Regions from separate parts of the Mus musculus genome. Here region 2 is linked to region 1. Evidence: chromatin contacts called from public Hi-C data. All regions are on one chromosome and are shown on one strand. Each heading gives the region's core, a stretch centred on a gene start, on an enhancer-like site or on the middle of the called end of the contact. The rest is flanking DNA. Distances are from core to core; before and after follow the strand shown. Region 1 overlaps Grin2b (glutamate receptor, ionotropic, NMDA2B (epsilon 2)). Region 2 has its middle 26 kb from the start of Eif4a3l1.

Region 1 (2,600 bases), core at 28-2,527:
TGAGCTGTCACATTCGCCTTGATTTTTCTCTTAGCCTCTGATGCAGGGGTCTCTATGACTGAGTCCTTCACCTATGTCTGCGGACTTAGACTAAAGCTGACTGCATGCTGACAGCACAGGGGGGTAAAGGCCAGACTCTCACAGACTGCAGAAAAGCCAGTCGGGATGGATTTGTCTGTGCTCTGAAATGTGGCTACATGATCCTTGTGGTTCTCTGAAGAACCAGTTCCACTCTGAGATGGAATGCTTCTAACTTCAGGAGTAGGATGTGGGAGAATCTAAAATGCCACTTTCCTGGAACAGAGAGAGACTAGGCCCTCCCCTCACATCCTTATTTAGAACTTGCACAAATATACAAGCAATTAATGCCATTACCTTCTTCCTTTCTATCTGGAGCGCTGAACTAACACACTCTCTCTCTCTCTCTCTCTCTCTCTCTCTCTCTCTCTCTCTCTCTCTCTCTCTCTCTCTCTCTCCCTTCCTCCCTTAATCGCTGTCAGTTTTTTTTTTTTCATTTTACATTTAAGATGTGACGGCATTTTCCTATTCTAAGGGGAGTGGGGTTTTTGTTTTTATTTATTTTTCTGTTGTTTGTCTGTTTGTTTTTAATTCTACACTTCTTTCTCTTACTCCCCACCAACATACCTTTTTGAGCCCTCCTTACTCTTGGTTGAAGCCTTCTCCTCTGGGCCCACTGGTACTTTTGGATCACTCCAAATCCTCTTGCAACGCTTTAAGGTGTTAAATGGTGGCATATTGTTTCTATATTTTGTTGCCTGAGAAATAGAGGGGCCTTCACCCAGTGTCTATTGTTTTCTAAGGTGAAATGGGAGACTTAGTGTATTACAGACTGAGGTGGTTCAGACTTCGAAGACATAGCACAGAAGTCTCAGTCGCCCTCTAGAGACCTCAAGATGAACTGCAGGGAGGCACCAAAAGGCCAGATAAACTGGGTACCCCTTAATCCCAGTGTGCCCTTTCCCAAGGCACACATTTTAGCTCTTAAACAAGGAATGGGTGCTTTCTGAAATCTTCTCTGTTCTTGGAGATGACTCTCCAGTGTCTCCAGGGGTGGAAATGGAGAACGTGTAGTGCAGCCAAAGGAGACTGCTCTCCTTAGCTCCAGAAGGGCGATAGTCCGCTGCTGCTGCTGCTCTCTCTGATATTTAGAAGATTCTGAAATCCAGAATTCTACAGAAATCTGAATCCTTAAGTGCTAGGAGCCAATTTAACCTTTAGATGTCCCATCTTTCCTATAGGACACACAGATCACATCTATGATCTAAAAACAGACAGAGAACTTCCTGTTTTATATCCATCTGCACCACGTCCCTGTGTAAGGTCACATTGGGATGCTACAGGGTCAAGTGAGGACAAGTAAAAAAGTGACATAATTGCCATAATTAACAGTCAGGAAAGAAAGCCAAAAGATGTCATGTTCGCTTATGACAGCAGATTAGAGAGGCAACTTACCATACATAGCTCGTAGTGAACAATGAACATTCATGCTTTGTTGGGAAACGCAAGCATAAATATTGAAATGGTTACAAAAATTCATCTCATTCTCTATGGGCTAGCCACAGCATAACAACAAAAGGAGATCAAATATTAACACCACATTGCTCCGTTCCATGGGTAGGAATGTGCCTGAAGTCTCGGCACAACAGCTTTATAAAATTTCAGCAGAGGGTCTATCGGCATAATTTTAAAAAATTAAATGTTTACTTGAAGTCAGTCATGGTTTAAACTTTCCCCAAATAATGTTTCACAATTGGTACACATACAAGTAGCAACTTTCTCTATGAATAATCGCATTTCCAGGAGGCCCTTTGAGGCTGGGACCATATGGCTCAGAGCCACCGCATCCTGGCTCACGGTTCCCAGAGCACTTGGTATTATATTCATTCATTTGCTCATGTGTTAGCTCCCTAGCCCCGCCCACCAGGAAATGAGCTCCCTGAAGCCAGGGAAGGGGTCAGTTTTGTTCAAAACTGCCCTCCCCTGGTCTCTGCCAATCCCTAGAAGAGTGCTTGGTGCATTCATCTTCTGTGGGCCACTTAGAGTCTCCTAGAGCCACTGGGACAGGTCTTAACTCTTTCCTGCTGGGCTGATGGCTTTCTTCTCTCCTTTATGAAAGGATAAAGATTTGGTCTTCTTTTAAAGCTTAATGGCTGGGAGATAAAATGAGAGTAGGGGACAGAAGCAGCGCAGCAGCTTAAGTATCTATTAAACAGATACTTCCCCCCGGGAAAAGAAATGTCTGTTATAAACCATCCCTGGGTTTTATAGGTTAAGCCTCGGATGACCGGACTTCATCTCTAGAGCTTCCTGGTAGAATCTGAGAGTTAGCACTCCCCAGAGGTTCCAGGGTGGAGCCAAAGCTCATGCCCAGTCACACTGTGGGAATGTTAATGTCTGTGGGCCACAAAACACTATGTACGTATCAGGTGTTGCTGTAACTCAGTCTCCCTCTTCGCCAACATTTCCTTTATATGCAACCCTGAATCTGGCTTTGTCTTTTATCATTAAACAATGTTCTCCTGTGGAAGGAATTCCTTTATGGTTATAAGCCGGTCTATCCACCGCAGATGGAAGAAGCC
Region 2 (2,600 bases), core at 72-2,571, 530 kb after region 1:
AGATAGATAGATAGATAGATAGATAGATAGATAGATAGATAGATAGATAGACAGACAGACACAGAGAGAGAGAGATAGACATAGATAGGTAGACATAGATAGATAGATAGATAGATAGATAGATAGATAGATAGATAGACAGACAGACAGACAGACAGACACAGAGAGAGATAGACAGACAGACAGATAGACATAGATAGGTAGACATAGATAGATAGATAGATAGATAGATAGATAGATAGATAGATAGATAGATAGATAGATAGATAGATAGATAGATAGACACAGAGAGAGATAGACATAGATAGGTAGACATAGATAGATAGATTGATAGATAGATAGATAGATAGATAGATAGATAGATAGATAGATAGATAGACAGACAGACATAGATAGGTAGATAGGTAGATATTGATAGATAGAAGATATGCAAGCAGACAGTAGAAGATAGATAAATAGATAGGCAGATGATAGGTAGATAGATAGATAGATAAATAGATAGATAGATAGATAGATAGATAGATAGATAGATAGATAGATAATAGAAATAGATAGCTAAATATGACAGATGAGAGATCAATAGTAGAGAAATAAATGGCTAATTATATAGAGATAGGTGATAGATGGATGGGTGGTATGATAGATATGGAAAGCAGAGATGGAGGGAAGGAGGGATAGATGGGAGGGTGGGATGAGTCTGACTCAATTCTCTAGAGAGCCCTGACTTCTGTGAAGACTTCGAGTCAGAGGAAGAATGGCCAACCTCCCCATCCTTATCCTACGTTCTTTGGTTCAAGAAGATCTGTCCCCAGTGAGACCATCCAGATACCTCCAGGCTGAGTGCAAGAGAAGGTGCTCTAAAACTGCCAAGTGTTATGCACTCGGATGTTCCCATGATAACACCACTCTTTGTTTTAGCTATTTCCATTGGAAACATTAGGTGTACTCAGCATTATGTAATGTGAAAGGTTGAAAGGCTGAAGGCAGGCAGAGCGCACAGGGCAGAGTGCTGGTGCGTTCTGCTCCCTCAGCCCATTATTCCACTGCCCAGCCACATATCTGATCCTTACATCCGCCCTGGGAAAGACCAGGATTCGTTGATCATGCCTTGGTCCCACATAGCTCTTGGCTTTTGCAGTTCTCTACACCTCCGGAGACCACTCATCTTCCTCGTCTATATTATCCAGAAAAGAAATAAAGCCAGCTGTCAGAGGGAGTGAGCTTTTTAGCACTTAAATCAAAACCAGCTTTCCTGGCTCCCTGACTTCCTAGAATAAATGCTGTTCACTCCCCAAACCTGCATGGCTTATTGGTGCGCGGACTCCACCTAGTGACAGATGGAGAGAATGCACCCAAACTTGTTCTCATTTGCAAGCCTAGAAGCCTTTGCATCTAAAATTCAGGTAACACATCCTTAAATTCCAGAGACTTCCAGGGAACAGTGTACATTGCTTGTTTTATGACTACTTAGAGATCTGGGGAAATGACTCAACAGTAAATGCGTGTACTGCTCTTGCAGAGAACCTGGATTGGTTTGCAATATCTACATTGGTTGACTTAAAACTGCCTCAACTGTTAACTCTAGTTGGGGGGGGGGGCAGATGCTCTCTTCTGCCCTCTACAGGCACTGCATGCACATAACACGCATACTGTCGAACGCGCACACACATGCACACACACAAGAAAAAAATAACCTTTTTTATAAATACTACTTAGAAATCTTCAGTGTCTGAACCTTGCATCCAAGCATCTCTGAGCTAACTCACCTATTTTAACTCCCACTGTGTTTTGTCTGTATGAATTTGGACTTGTTATTTCCATTAAACTTCATGACACTGTAAAAATTGGGCTAGTTGTAAATATTTAATATATAGTCTCTCATAATTAGTGTAGACCGAACGCTTAATAGTCCACCAATAATACTTGCTAAAACCCATAGTTTATTTTCCAGTTAACTACATGGAATTTCCACAGAATATCCTTTCTCTGGGCTTAATGGTCCTCAGCCTTCTAATGAGACTAAATAGGAGGTGGTGAATAACTTTTAAATCTCTACGTTAGGGCTGGCAAGATGGCTCAGTAGGTGTCTGCTGCCAAGTCTGAGGACCAGAGTTCTATCCCCAGGATCCACAGGGTAGAATAGAACCACCTACAAGTGGTCCCCCGTATGCCACACATGTACTGTAGCATGTGTGTATACACACACACACACACACACACACACACACACACACACACACACACACACACACGGAGGAAACAAACCAAGCCACCATGTCTTTCTGGTGCAGGTAGTGGGCATCCCTACAATGAACAAATGCTCCATGGGGAGATGGGAAGATGAGAAAGTCAGAAAGTGGAGTCAGCACAGTGGTGTGCAGCAGCCTGGAGCTTACACAGATGCAGACTTAGCCCACGGAACATGCTAGTCGGAGTGAGGATCGCCCTGGCTCTGGGTAATGATGGAGGCCCTGGATGGGGAAAGGACCACTTGGTCTAGAATGCCACCAGTGGCCGTGTTGGTGTCTGTGGTCCATGCTGCTGCCCCTGGCCATGATGAAGCCTGGGGTCCCTGTGGACATATGCAGTCCGTGCCTCTG

Evidence for each region. A called contact is a pair of places that touch in the nucleus more often than the background predicts.
Region 2: a Hi-C map of cortical neurons shows a contact between it and region 1, with 2.3 times the contacts expected there. The contact joins two enhancer-like sites. A contact is called at or near these places in 13 of 484 Hi-C or Micro-C datasets (cerebellar granule neurons, cerebellum, cerebral cortex and 6 more) and 2 of 115 datasets of contacts at active chromatin or transcription factors (SST interneurons and astrocytes).

The regions. Positions count from the first base shown.
Region 1 is chr6:135,827,249-135,829,848 of GRCm38.p6, forward strand. All of the region lies in intron 6 of Grin2b (glutamate receptor, ionotropic, NMDA2B (epsilon 2)), which reads right to left. Among named protein-coding and RNA genes, the nearest start is that of Gm14330, 24 kb to the right of the region's middle. Within about 2 kb of position 1,278, at least 17 of the 459 cell types and tissues checked have an H3K27ac peak or open chromatin away from gene starts, as enhancers often do. A contact at or near this core is called in cortical neurons, where this site is marked.
Region 2 is chr6:136,352,535-136,355,134 of GRCm38.p6, forward strand. No RefSeq gene overlaps it. Among named protein-coding and RNA genes, the nearest start is that of Eif4a3l1, 26 kb to the left of the region's middle. Within about 2 kb of position 1,322, at least 18 of the 459 cell types and tissues checked have an H3K27ac peak or open chromatin away from gene starts, as enhancers often do. A contact at or near this core is called in cortical neurons, where this site is marked.